Regions from separate parts of the Mus musculus genome. Here region 2 is linked to region 1. The links are chromatin contacts, called in public Hi-C maps. All regions are on one chromosome and are shown on one strand. Each heading gives the region's core, a stretch centred on a gene start, on an enhancer-like site or on the middle of the called end of the contact. The rest is flanking DNA. Distances are from core to core; before and after follow the strand shown. Region 1 holds the start of Gm38534 (a long non-coding RNA gene). Region 2 holds the start of Scpep1 (serine carboxypeptidase 1).

Region 1 (7,204 bases), core at 2,465-4,964:
AGAACTGTCCGTCTACGGTCTTCTGGGTCTCATGTCAAGCTCAGAAAGACTTCTAGTTCTTTTGTAACTCGGAGTTAGAAAGACGGCTCAGTGGCTAAGAACACCATCTGCTCACTGGTTAAGAACGCGGGCTTTTGATTCTCAGCACACACATGACCGTTCACAATTGTCTGTAACTCAAGTTTCAGGGGGTTCTGATGTCCTCTTCTGGCTGCCACAGACACTGAATGCATGTGGCACACAGACATCCATGCAGGCAAACACCCAAACACATAAAATAAAATCACACAAAAAGGTGGATAACACGCGATGCTGGCAGGGGAAGATACCCAGAGGCCTGCCGTGAGTATGTCGTAAAGAGATGGGAGAGAAAGAGAAGCGGAAGGGTTTGAGTGTTTTGAAGAGAGGTGGAACTGGAGACTCCAGCGTGGAGAGGAACAGCATGATGTGAGTACCCGCCCCTTCCACCTGAGGCCACCGTGAAGTCCCAGCCCATGAGGGCCATGTCTGGGTCCATAGCCATGCACAAGCAGAGCTCTGTTGATGTCTGTGGCATCCCTGGTCAGGGCTGAGGCCTGAGACGATGTTACTGTCCAAGGGCTGTGCAGAGCTTGGTCCAGCCTCTCACTGGCTGTGGCATTCTGGAGAGCTGCCCCCACCCCTGGGAGAGTGGCCCCTGCTTCTTCCCTGGGCAGCACAGTAGAGCTGGCCCTGATGGCATGAACGTGGGACAGCTGGCCCTGCCACTCATCTGCTGTGCAGTGGCTCAGGCACAGGAGAGAGGCCACACTCTCCTCCTTGGTCACTTGCAGCAGGCAGAAGAGCTGGTCCCTGAGTCATGTGAGCTGGACAGCTGTCCCCAACCCCTCACCAGCTGTAGTGCTTGGGAGAACAGGCTCCCTGCTCTGCCACTTGACTGGACAGCAGAGTAGGGGGTGACTCTGGTGGCCTGGGTACAGGTGAGCTGGCCCCCGAGGGTATGAAAGCCAGAGAGCTGGCCCTGCTCCTTGCCAGATGCTGGCATTGGGTGAGCTGGCTGGGGCAGTGCTAGGGAGCTTGCGCTGGGGATGTGGACTGGGGAAGAGTTGGCAGTCTGGCCAACTCAGCTACCGCTCAGCCCAGATCCAGGCTTTGAGTTGGCTCACCCCAACATCCACCATGTATGAACTGCTAGAGCTTGTGAAGGGACCAGTCCTGCAGATTTAAAGCTGCAGGAGCTCCATGATACAGGGCAACAACAGGTTATCTGAGAGGAGTCCTGGGGAGAATCCCAGTATTGAGGGTGTAGCAGAAGCCAGAGGCCTCGAACCAGACCAGTGACTCGTTGTAATGAACATCTGCAAGTAAAGCTGTGTGGACAAAAGGGTAGACTGTGGGACACACTGCAGCTTCCACCATGAGATATATATTTTTTATCTTTGCTTTGTCTTGTTATTTCATGCGGAGGTCGCAAGGGCGGTGGGTAGATGGGAAGGGATGGGGAGATGAGTGGATTGGGGTGCATGAGTGTGGCACCCACAAAAAATCAATACAAAGCTCGGATAGAAGGGTGAACAGCTATCGTGTGCACAGAGCTGCTACGATCTAGTAGGAGAAGAGAAAAGCACTAATGACTGCGTCCCGGAAGTGTAAGTCACAGAAGAAATGGAACTGGGCTGTGACGGCACACGCCTTCAATCCCAGCAGATGAAACAGAGGAACCAGAAGCAGCTGAATCTCTGAGTTCAAGACCAGCCTGGTCTACAGAAGTGAGTTCCAGGACAGCCAGGGCTTCACAGAGAAATCCTGTCTCGAAAAACCAAACTCTAAAACATGCGAGCTCATGTGTGTGTGTGTGTGTGTGTGTGTGTGTGTGTGTCTGCATGAGTGTTTTACCTACAAGAATATGTGTGCACCACATGAATATCTGGTATCTGAAGGCATTTGATCCCCTGGGACTGGAGTGACAGAGGCCATGAGCTGCTGTGTAGGTGCTGGAAACAGAACCCGGGTTCTCTCTGCTAGAGGGCCAACTTCTCCTAACCCCTGAGTCACCTCTCCAGTCTCCTCCTTTCTGCATTTTTTAAATCTTAAATGTAATTAGGTTCTTTCTCCCTCCATTCTTCTCCCTCCTACCCTTCCACATCTGACCAATCTCGGCAAATCCACGGCCTCCTCTTCTTTAGCTAATGATGTTAAATATAAATGAGTAAACGCATAGCTATAATCCACTGGATCTATACAGTGTTGTCTGCATGTATATGTTCCTAGAGCTGATCGCTGGGTATTAGATAATTGATCCCAGGGTTCATTCCTGGGGAAAACTAATTCTCCCTCTCTCAAAGTTGTTAATTGCTTGTAGCATCTAGGGGTATGGCCCCGTGAGAGTTCCCCCATCTACCCATGGGCTGTCAACTGTTGGAATCCTTTAGACCATCTTTAGGCAGCCATGTTGCTGAGATCTCAGGGGCATAGCTTTTCTGACATAGCTAGAAGGCACAGTCTCACAGCAGACGTCCTGAGTCTACAGCTCTTACATCCTTTTCAACTCCTCTTCTGCGATATCCCCTGAGCCTTGGATGCAGAATCTGTGCTGGTGTAAATGTCAGTCATGCTGGCCATGTTTGCATAGGTCTGGGGCATTCTCAAAGAAAAATGACTCTCCCTTGCCCAACAGCAGTTAGCAATCAATAAATAGGTCCTCTGTGCCCAGTGCAGCCCCTTCTAGATCCAGGCTGGAATGTAACTGGTTTGACCTTGTGCTGCTGTGAGTTCACGTGAACAACAACCAGGCTTCTCAGCACCTCTCCCTCCCTCCAGGTCTTACATTCTTCCCACCCCTTCTTCCTTGCTTCCCAAGCTTGGTGGAGGTAGAGTGACTTTTTTTTTTTTTTTTAAAACAGGGTGTGAGAACAAACACCCATAGAACATTCTAGATGGAGGGCTTTGGGACTCTACAGTGTAGGCCCAGTTACTTCAGAGGCTGTTGGCAACAGCTTTCTCCCGTGCCTCCCAAGCTCTGTAGGCAAGACCAGACACATCCAAGAAACACTGTTTTCGCCCAAAGACTCCCCACACTTCCTCACTACCTTGCAGATCAGCCCCCCAGGGCGTTCCCCTGGGCCAGCCTTCACTCGGGCCCATCTCCTCTCACCACAGGCCTCTCCACAAACCCACTCAGATATGCACTAATGCCATTATCTTCCCGAAATTAAAATCAAGCCTCAACCTATAATGTTTCACGGAGAGGGAATTGGGGTTATATATTCCTGCGTTGAGCCGTATTCTATTTCAGTCATAGCATTTAATTATGATTGGTATGTTAGTGCCCACCGGAGCATAACAAATTGTCATTATGTTATTCTGCTGAGTCTAATTTAATTGGCAAGTTGTCACAAAAGCAATTATCCATCATTTATTTTGTTGCCACAACCACATCTCGAAGAGCACCTGCTGTCTGCAAGGAGAGATGTGCCACAGTCTCTCAGCCCTGGATCCAGGCCACTTATCTGACACAAAGACATCGCTTCCCCTCTGATTTAAAAATATGTTCTTCATTTCCTGCTGCGGTCTCATGCATCCTCTGGGGTGGGGGTGGGAGGAAGCCTCAAAGTGCCAAAGGAAATTCACGGGCTGTGAAGTCGCCTGAGGCCTCACAGGGAGGCAGGAGGCCTGTGGGATGCTGTCAGGGTGTGTGTGGAGGGCAGGGAAAGGGAGCTGTCCGGGGTCTGACTGGCTCTGTTTAGGCAGCCACTTGAGGGGTGATTTATAATATTGGCTCTTCTGTCTTCCTTTGACATACCCCGTACTCACTCCCTAGGGAACGGGGACTGTTTTGGGCATTTCCCAGAGGGAAAACTTGAACCCCTAGAACCAAAGGCCCCAAGTCACAAGGGACGTTTGAGGTTAGTACCAAGAACTGGTAAAGATTTCTGAATTCCAGAATTCTCCTGATCGGATGCTCACTAGCAGAGCCTGGTGGTTAACAGACATGCCCGAGTCCCAGACTGTTCAGGGACGGTCTTCTGTCCACAGAGCTCAGTTTCATACGCCCTATTTTATCATGTCAAGCTGAGGCAGAGTAGAAACCAAAGGAAGGAAGGGAGGAAAGGAGGAAGGGAGGGAGGGAGGGAGGGAGGGAGGAAAGAAGGAAGGAAGGAAGGAAGTAAGGAAGGAAGGAAGGAAGGAAGAAAAAAGGCCAAGGGCAGGTCATTAGATGTCATTCATGATAGAGCCTGGCACAGTGATGCCCAGTCTCCCCGAAGCCTTTGCTTGCAGACCTTTTAAGAGCCTGTTACCCCCACTCCCACAGACCCACCTGTCCACTGTTTTGAGCAGTGTCTCCCAACATCTGCACTGCGAGGCTCCTGAGAGACAGACAGGGGAGCCAAGTTGTCACGGGGATGTTTCGTTTTCCCTGAAACTGAGAAGCCCTCAGGGAGGGTAAAGCCTTGGGTTGGTTTGTTCTCTATAGATTAGAAGCAGGTGGAAAGAAATTAGCCATCTTATCCTCACTTCTGGAATGTTCTTATTAGCCCAGTCAACAAGGGACTCATTAAAAACAAAAGCCCCAAACAAACAAGAAACCCAAACTCCAACTAAAACAGAGAGAAACAAAAAAGAAAGCTAAAACTGCTAAGGAAAGGAAGGAAAAAAAATAAAGTCAGGTCTTTAAATAAACCAGCTCCTCCCCCTGGGTCAGACCAGCTCCTCCCCCTGGGTCAGACCAGCTCCTCCCTCTGGGTCAGACCAGCTCCTCCCCCTGGGTCAGACCAGCTCCTCCCCCTGGGTCAGACCAGCTCCTCCCCCTGGGTCAGACCAGCTCCTCCCCCTGGGTCAGACCAGCTCCTCCCCCTGGGTCAGACCAGCTCCTCCCCCTGGGTCAGTCACAGCAATTCCCAGGCTCACTATTTAGGAGCACTGGAAAGTTACAGCTTCCTCAACACAGGCAGACTGGACCGTCTCTTGCGATTCTTAAAAAAAAAAAAAAAAAAAAAAGCTCTCGATGCAGTCCCTGATAAAATTAACTAGGGGTGTGTCAGGTTGCTCCCTCTTGCATCAGTATTGTCCCTAAGGAACCTTCCTTGTGACCACGAAGTCCGTCCTGCCCCACCAGCATGGTGACCCGGACCTTTGCTCTTTGAGGGACGCCGGACGCCTCCCTCAAGTCTGAGGGGTTAGAACTTTAGAGTTTCTATGGAGCAGGGACAAGTTCAGGGCTCAGGGACGGGCTGTGCATGAGGCTCTCTGATCCACCCCCTAACCCGCATGGGCCCGAGCTCGTCAGAAAGTGAGACGCCAGCTTGCATGAATCACGAATGAGCTCACGGGCTCAGACTCTGAAAAGTAAGCTGGCTAAGTGGGTGAAGGACCATAAAAACACCTCGCATCATTCTTGACCCGGGAATCCCACTCGCATAAGCAAATTGCTTGGAACACAGAAGGAAGCCTTGTCCTCTGGCTTTATTTATATAGCGAGAGCAGAGGCTGTGAAGAACAAAGGCGCTTGGAGCACCAGGCTGTCAGTACAGGCTAATGCTAGACTTTCTTTTGTTTGTTAGCAGGGCTGTTGAGCCTACGTAATTTCCTAATTTCGTTAAGTAAGCATGGGTCGAGCACTTCCATAGCTAGAATCAGGTTTCATGTGGCTGTGAATACATCTGAGACAGAGACATAGAAGTCCCTCCAAAGTTACTGTCCAACTGCTCCTGTAAACAAGAACCTTGCCTTCAAGACTGGGGAGGTAGCTCAGAAGTAGAGCACTTGCCTACCACGTGTGCAGAACAACCTAGATTCCGAACACCAAGCACCACAAAAACAAATTACTTCCAACTTTGTGGCTTGAACAGCAGACATGTATTATCTTAATGGCTTTGTAGGTTAGAGGTGAGGAAGGGTTCTTTCTCACTGGGCTAAAATCAGGGTGTTGACAGGCCCACTATATGTTCTAAGGGACAATCAATTTCTTTGTCCTTTTAAGCTTCTAGCATCCCTTGACTTGTGGCCTCACTTTCTTTCCACTTCCAAATCCTGTAAGGGCAAGCCAGACTCTTCTCATATACACCACTTGGGTCTTCTTCCATAGTCACACTTCCCTCTGACTCTCCTGCCCACCTTTTCAGGACCCACGTGCTGGTAACTCTGGGCTCAGCAAATCCAATCTGCCCATTTTATTAAGGTCGGTGGATAGGCAGCCATCATTCCCTCTGCAAACCCAATTCCCCTTTGTCTCGTGATTTTGAGGACTCTCGGGGACACGACCAGGGATGGAGGGGGCTGGAGATACACCATTCTTCCAACCACATTCCTGACCCAGAGGCTCACAGTGCAGTGAGAAAGATACATAACATTGTTTTTAGAGTGTGTAACAGAGCGCCACAGGCCGCAGGCTGCATCTGGGAAGCAGACTGCACATCTGTACAGGACGGGGAAGTTTTGTGCTAGAAGCCAGGTGCTGTCAGCTTGGCCTTGCTCCTTGTTCCAGCACAAAGCCACTCTGCTCTGGTCATTTTATTGGCTGTTCCATGTCCTGCTCTTCCCCTCTGCTGTCCCTGATTTGTTTTTTTTGTTTTTTATTTTTTTTTTTGTCTTACTTTCTATCCAAATTCCAAGATCCACATTGTCACATCATCTGTGACCATCCCCTGGACTTTACACGCCCAGCCCTGGGCACCCAGAACACTGGATTCTACTTAAGTGCAATCACTCTCATGTGCTACCGTCTCCGTCTTAGTGTGTTCTTATGTTCTAATCACTCCGAGGTTGGGCACTGTTAGTTATGATCCTGTCACCCCTACAATGTCTATCATAGTAGTACAAACATTTACACTAATAAGAAATGTGCTGTAAAAAGAAAAAGCCTGGTGGTGATGGAGGATGCTTTTGATTCTAGCACTCAGGAGGCAGAAGCAGGTGGATCTCTGTGAGTTTGAGGCCAGCCTGACCTACAAAGTGAGTTCCAGGACTGCCAGGGCTGTTACAGAGGGAAACCCAGTTTCAAAAAAAACAAAAAACAAAACAACAACAACAACAAAAAAACCCAAAAAACCAAATAAACAAAAAAACCACCATAAATAAATAAATAAGAATAGAAATAAAAGTAAAAATATGGGGGCTAGAGAGATGGCCCAGGGCTGAGAATGACTACTACTGTCCTCTTGTAGAGGACCTGAGTTGGGTTCCTCACACCCTTATCAGGCAAGGAACAACTGCTTGTATCTCCAGC
Region 2 (7,204 bases), core at 2,792-5,291, 720 kb after region 1:
CACATATGTATGCAGTAACCAATTAATGAAGAGAGAAGCCATGAATTTGAAAGAGAGCGAGTAAGGGTATATGGGAGAGTAGAGGGGAAGAAACATAATTATATTATAACCTCAAAAATGTTTTAAAACATGGCTTACCTGGGGACTCAAAGTTGGGGCTCAGGACTGTGTGGACAGGAAGAAGGGAGGAGGATTGGGGTACCTCAGCCTTGGCTCAGAACTTTTCAAACACTTTCTTTTTGTAAGAAGCCAACTGTATCACAGACAGCTTTCAGTGAGGGGCCTTGAAACTGTCAGGACTCCATATAAAGAGTCTGGAAGGTAAGGAATGAGCTGAGCACTATTCTAGCACTTGGGAGGCTGAGGCAGGATTGTGATGAGTTCAAGGCCATTGTGGGCTACATAACAAGATCCTATCTCCAGGGGTCCAGGGGTAGGAGAGATGATGGCTCAGTAGTCAAGAGCACTGACTGCTCTTCCGAAGGCCCTGAGTTCGAATCCCAGCTCACAACCATCTGTAATGAGATCTGAATCCCTCTTCTGGAATGTTTGAAGACAACTACAGTGTACTTAAATATAATAAATAAATCTTTAAAAAAAAAAAAAAAAAAAGACCCAGCCAGGCGGTGGTGGCACACGCCTTTAATCCCAGCACTTTGGAGGCAGAGGCAGACGGATTTCTGAATTTGAGGCCAGCCTGGTCTACAAAGTGAGTTCCAGGACAGCCAGGGCTATACAGAGAAACCGTCTCTCGAAAAACCAAAAAAAAAAAAAAAAAAAAAAAAAAAAAAAACCCTAGCTCCAAAAATGAATGAAAGAAATTAAGACCAGAAAATAGGGCTTCCTTTGCTACCCTCTTGCTTTAGGCTGTCTCAGAAGCATGTGACCGCCCCCAGGACCAGAAGGACCAAAATGAGTCAGTCATTGCTAAGCTGGAAACTAAGAACCAAACAATGAGGTTAAAAGGAGACCTGACCTGGAGGCCAGGCGAAGACTTTACTGTACCTGAAGCCACATGACCAGGGGCAGCTCTGAAAAGTTCTTGCAAGGGTTGGTGGCATAATAGAGCCACCAGAACATGTGGGCATCCTTTCGGACAGTCACATAATCCCATACTTCCTTGCCTTCGGGTTCCCGCCAGTCGATGGCAGATCCTGAAACGGAAGGTCAGTGTTACTCCCTGAGGCATTCCAAGGTGGGAAAGATGAGGTGGAGAACTCATGGGGGACAACACGTGGGGAGGTTGGAGATGGCCACTCAGGCCATTCAGACAGTGCTTGATGCTTTAGGTAATCCATCTACCTCAGTATATTGTGCTCATAAGGAAAAGAAAGATATACACACAAAGAGAAGTCAGTAGGGCGTGTTTGTGCACCTCTCTAATCCCAGAACTTAAGAAGCAGAGGCAAATGGATATCTGTGAGTTCAGTGGGGCCAGTTCGGTCTATGAAGTGAGTTATAGGTCTGCCAGGGCTATATAGAGAGACCCTATATCAAAACCACACAACTAGGGGCTGGTGAGATGGCTCAGCAGGTAAGACTGCTCTTCCAAAGGTCCTGAGTTCAAATCCCAACCACATGGTGGCTCACAACCATCCATAACGAGATCTGACTACCTCTTCTGGTGTGTCTGAAGACAGCTACAGTGTACTTACATATAAAAAATAAATAAATAAAACCACACAACTAACACACACACACATCACAACACAACACAACACAACACAGTAAGACCAGCAGTAAAAGAAAATGGCTGAGAGCAAAGCTCAGGTGTGGAATCTGGCCTGACTTGTGCCAAGCCCTGGGTTCAAGTCCCAGCCAAAGTGTGTGGATGGCATGGGGAGTGGGGTGGGTGAGCGTGGGACTAGGGAGTGAGGATCAGGAGTCCACGTCCAGCCTCAGCACACAGTGAGTTTCAGGCCAGCTGGGGGGACAAGAAACCCTATCTTAAAAAAAAAATACTTATGGAAAAAAAAAATAGAAGGAGAAAGAAGATTAAGAAAACCAAAGAGTGAAACTGAGAAAACAGGTCAGACAATAGAGTGTTCACCTCGGAGGCATACAGGCCATAGCTCCATCTCTAGCTGTGTTTGTGCTCAATATCCCAGGGCTGGAGGCAGGGGAATTCTGGGGCTTTCTGGTCAGCCAGTCTGGCCTACTTGGTGTTGCAGACCAGAGAAAATTATTGTCTTTCAAAAAAGAAGGTAGATAATTCCTGAGGGTCAACACATGGGGTTCTCTTCTGACCTCCATATCTATACACACACACACACACATGCACACATGTACGCAATGTCAGGGTGGGGATGCATCTAAGGAAAAACAGGCTGAAAAATTACGGGTGTGGCTGTATCTATAAAATAACATGAAATTAGAGTTCCCTTGGAAATGACTGATAAGGCTCAAGTCCCTCATAATGTAAACCCTGGTGTTTTTCTCCCTTCCCTGGTACAAACTCCTGTTAAAACATAAGGGGTGGGGCTGAAGAGGTGGCTCAGTGGTTAAGCGCACTGACTGCTCTTCCAGAGGTCCTGAGTTCAAGTCCCAAGTGCTGAAAGTGATGGCTCACAACCATCTGTAATGAGATCTGACACCCTCTTCTGGCGTGTCTAAAGACAGCTACAGTGTACTTACATATAATAATAAATAAATCTTTGGGATGGGGTGAACAGGGCTGGATGGAGCGAGCAGAGGTCCTGAGTTCAATTCCCAACAACCACACGATGGCTCACAACTATCTGCACAGCTACAGTGTACTCATATACATAAAATAAATAAATCTTTGAAAAAAAAAAAAAGACTGAAAATCAGGGGTGGTGAGATGACTCAGGAGATAAAAGACAGTGGCCACCAAGCCTGGCACCCTTAGTTCAGTCACAGGGAGCTACATCATAGAAAAACTGACTTCTCCGTGTTGTCCTCTGACTACACACACACACACACACCCTTTGACACTCACAAAACAAATTAAAAAAGAAAGAAAGAAAGAAAGAAATTAAATTAAAAGGCTGGAAAGATGGCTCAGCTGGTAAGATCACTTTCTCACTGTCTTGCTCTTCCAGAGGACCTGGGTTTAATTCCCAGAATTCACATGGCAGCTCACAACTTCTGTACCTTCGCTTTCCTGAGATCCAAAGCCCTCTTCTGACTTCTCAGAGCACCAGGCATACAAGTAGTACACAGACAGACATGGAGGCAAGACAAAATATATTTTTTTCCTTTAATAAAGTGAGAGTTAATCCAGACACTTGGTAGGTAAGAGTCCGAGGCCAGCCTAGTCTATGGAGAGAGTTCCAGGACAGCCAAGGCTACACAGAAAAAAACCTGTCTGGAAAAACAAACAAAAAGAAAAAAAGGAAAAAAACGAGAAGAAAAGAAAGAAAGAAAATGTGCCAATTTGCAAGTCATTCCACAAAACAAAATTCTTTTTTGCCCAAAAATAGGCCAGAGCAGTCAGCTGATATTTTGTCTCTTCTAAACCAGCAGAGGTGGCAGGCTTTGTTTCAAAGCAAGGATTTGTAGAGGTCTCTTTGGCCTCCAATCTCAGCTCAATCAAATGACCCTAAAACGTCACTAGGCAGCTAACCACAGGAGAAAGGGGAGGTGGCCTTTAGACCGTGAAGTCTCACTCATCAGCAATTTCCTGAAACCATACGTTTCTGTACAAACACTTCCATCTCCAGGAATCACCCTGCATCAGGAAGGGGCAGGAAAAGGCACTTTGAATTAAGACACAAATAAAAATTAAGAGGTTCAGAAACAATATAAATTTCTCAAGGGAAGAAGCGGGAGAAAGAAATGTGTTTTAAAAAAAAGAAAAAGAAAAACGCGAACGCATCAACAAATTCGAGAAGGAGGCACCCACCGTTGGTGCGTCTTTCTCACGAACCTACCCGCGCTGAAGCCCAGTAAGAACGATAGGAGCAGCAGCCACAGTCGCACGAGACAGATCCGCCGCGAGAGCTCCATGATGAAAACCCCGCCGCAACATCAGCAACAGGCAGGAGCCAAAGGCCATCGCGTGACGGCTTGCGCGGGGACTGGGCGGAGTCAGGGGCGGAGCCTAAGTGGGCCCTGACACTCCTAAGGATTCCGCGCTCCCTCTGCCGGTCGGACCCACCCAGGACCTCCTACAAAGGGCTCTCGAGGGAGGTGCTACAAAGGAGGCAGTTAATATGTCATCTGACCTTGGTTACTAAGTAGGGAAGAATTGAGAAAACTACAACTGGATAACCACCATCCCCTCAGCCCGGCCCGTGTTTGTCTTCTCCGACAAAAGGCTTATGTTTTATCTTTTAAGACTTGTTTTTATTATTTTATGTGCATATGTGTGTATGAATGTATATGCCACATGTGTGGGTTTATGCAGAAGGAGTGGGTTTCTCTGGAGCTAGGGTTACAGGGCTTTTTGAGTGGCCGGTGCAGATGCTGGGAACTGAATTTGAGTCCTCTGGAAAACCAACAAGTGCTCTTAAATTACTGAGCCATCTCCATAGTCTCAGGCCTAGAATTTTAAAAAATTGCATCTGAAAAGATGAAGTCAGATTAAAGCACGAACCAGCAGGTCTTTTAAGACTAGAGCTGGGCAGTGGTGGCGCACACCTTTAATTTCAGCTCTTGGGAGGCAAAGTCAGGTGGATTTCTGAGTTCCAAGCCAGCCTGGTTTACAGAGTGAGTTCAAGGACAGCCAGGGCTACACAGAGAAACCCTGTCTCAAAAAAAAAAAAAAAAAAAAAAAAAAAAAAAAACAGAAAGAAAGAAAGAAAAAGAGAGAGAGAGAGAGAGAGAGAGAGAGAGAGAGAGAGAAAGAAAGAAAGAAAGAAAGAAAGAAAAGAAGAGAGAAAGAAAGAGTCTAGATTCTATTTTCAGAAACCCATTACTTTGAAGTGGTGGCTCAGGGGTTAAGGGCATTGTTGCTCTTCCAAAGGACCCAAGTTTGGTTCCCAAGACCCACATGGTGGCGTACAGATTCAGAACTCCACATCTCATGATCCAGGGGATCTGGCACTTCCTCAAGCATACATATGATGCATATATAAGCCTGCAGGCAAAACGCTCACATAGATAAAGTGAATCGAAAATATTATTATCAAATCACATGTGTCATTAATATACTAGTAATTCATAAAAAATTACTATATAGATCCTATAACTTTTGGTTATGTATTTTAAACACAGCAAAAAAAAAGTGGACTTTTTCTCTCTTGATAGCATGGTCAACATCACTGTGTGTGATATACTATCTTCAAAGCAGTTATTTAAAAGAAGGTATCAAGGGCTTGTGGAGAGGAATTTGAAGAAAACATGGACTGCAGAGGTGTGTGTGTATGATATGTCTGTCTGAAGATAAATTTTTATTTTACGGAATATTTTAGGGGTACTGAGTCACCTCACAGAGCCAAGCAACAGCAAGAGCTACCTGGAAGTGACTTTTGTCTCTGCAAACTTTGTTTTAAGATAACAAACTCACAAAAGAAAGCAAGAACAAAGAATGTGTCCCTGACTCAGGTTTTTATCCTCCCCCATGCCTCCTATGCATCAGCAGAAATGTTTTTCTTTGCAACCTGTAGATTTTATAGCTTCTAGAAAGTGTAGTGCGTATCCTGTGTCCTACGTTGCCACTGAGGGCAGGGCTGCAGAGAAGTGGGAGTCTGCTGTCTACTTTTCTCCTGCTCCAACATGAGTGGGGCCAAATGCCTGAAAAATCTAGCCTTTTTTTTGGTTTTGTTTTTGTTTTTTGTTTTTTGTTTTTTTTTTCAAGACTGGGTTTCTCTATATAGCCCTGGCTGTCCTGGAACTCACTCTGTAGACCAGGCTGGCCTCGAACTCAGAAATCCGCCTGCCTCTGCCTGCCGAGTGCTGGGATTAAAGGCATGCGCCACCACGCCCAGCTTTCCATGTTCTTTATGATCAGAGCCAAACACACTTAACCACCAGAGGCTGTACTATGTGCCTTGTTCTCAGAAGCCTGCAGCTAAAGAATTTCCATGAGGTTTTTCTCTAACCTGGGCTGCAGAGCAAGACCTCCATCTCAAGAGAAAGAATGAATACATGAATAGATAAAAATAAAGTATTGTAGTTTGATATTAGTGGTAGACTATGAGCCACAGAGTGTTTTGCAGCAAAAAAGTTCAAATTTTCTATGTTTGGATTTTTTCATAATAAAATATAGAAAAGATTAGCTTTTTTGTTTGTTTGTTTATTTGGGGTTCTTTTTGTTTTTTTTGTTTTTTGTTTTTTGTTTTTTTTTTTTTTGGTTGGTTGGTTGGTTGGTTGTTTTTTTGAGACAGGGTTTCTCTGTATAGCCCTGGCTGTCCTGGAACTCACTTTGTAGACCAGGCTGGACTCGAACTCAGAAATCCGCCTGCCTCTGCCTCCCAGGTGCTGGGATTAAAGGCGTGTGCCAACACGCCTGGCATTGGACCTTAGAATTGGCAGGAAGAACATCTTCCAGCCACTGAGATGTCAGCCATTCCTGCTTGGACACTAGGGTTCTCTGGAGTGTTTCCCCTCAAAGTCACTGGGTTTCTTGCTCCTGTCCCTTTGTGCTTAGAAGGGAAGCCATTGTGGGGTATTTTTTTGGAAAGATATAGCTAATTTGTATCCATCTGGTTTTCTTTAGATTCAGTGCTGTCCTGGGGACCTTACCTGTATAGTATGGTAAGTAGCCTGGGTCCTGCCCTCTGCAGTCTCCCTGGGAAACAGCCCTGCTGACTTCTCAGGTCTCCAGAGAGAGTGTATTACTTACTATTGCTGTGAGCTGACAGCCACTGAAGGGCAGAAGGATTTGTTTTGGTTTATAGTTTGAGAGGGTGTGGTCTGTAGCAGCAGAGATGGGAGGCTGCTTGCTTGTGTCTGGGTGGAGCGGGGAGCAGAGAGAGGAATGATGGCCCTCACTGGGCATTCCTTTCCCCTTTCTCTTCAGTCTGAGACCCTGGTCGATGGTTGTCCATAGGCACACCCAGAGTCAGGCCTCTCTGATGCCCCAGGGATTTCTTTTGAAAAATTGTGTGTTGTTTGTGTGGTGGTGGCGGTGGTGGTGGTGGTGGCTGCGAATCAAATCCTCACACATGCAAAGCAAGCACTGCCAGCTGAGCTTATGTCATTATAGATGGTTGTGAGCCACCATGTGGTTGCTGGGATTTGAACCTTGGACCTTTGGAAGAGCAGTCAGTGCTCTTAACCGCTGAGCCATCTCTCCAGC

The links. Hi-C and Micro-C count contacts between places; a contact is called where the count stands out from the background.
Region 2: a Hi-C map of pro-B cells shows a contact between it and region 1, with 4 times the contacts expected there. The contact joins the promoter of Scpep1 here to the enhancer-like site in region 1. A contact is called at or near these places in 2 of 39 promoter capture datasets (cranial neural crest and maxillary cranial neural crest), 2 of 484 Hi-C or Micro-C datasets (the N1E-115 cell line and pro-B cells), 4 of 115 datasets of contacts at active chromatin or transcription factors (bone marrow-derived dendritic cells, embryonic basal ganglia, large pre-B cells and 1 more) and 2 of 9 other capture datasets (adipose tissue and liver).

What each region holds. Positions count from the first base shown.
Region 1 is chr11:88,230,622-88,237,825 of GRCm38.p6, forward strand. It overlaps Gm38534 (a long non-coding RNA gene), which reads left to right and starts at 337. Exons shown (of 4, transcript XR_001780289.2): 1 at 337-447. Within about 2 kb of position 3,715, at least 237 of the 459 cell types and tissues checked have an H3K27ac peak or open chromatin away from gene starts, as enhancers often do. A contact at or near this core is called in the N1E-115 cell line, adipose tissue, liver and 2 more, where this site is marked.
Region 2 is chr11:88,951,401-88,958,604 of GRCm38.p6, forward strand. Scpep1 (serine carboxypeptidase 1) reads right to left here and starts at 4,042. Exons shown (of 13, transcript NM_029023.3): 1 at 3,894-4,042; 2 at 1,006-1,154. The coding sequence starts at 3,969.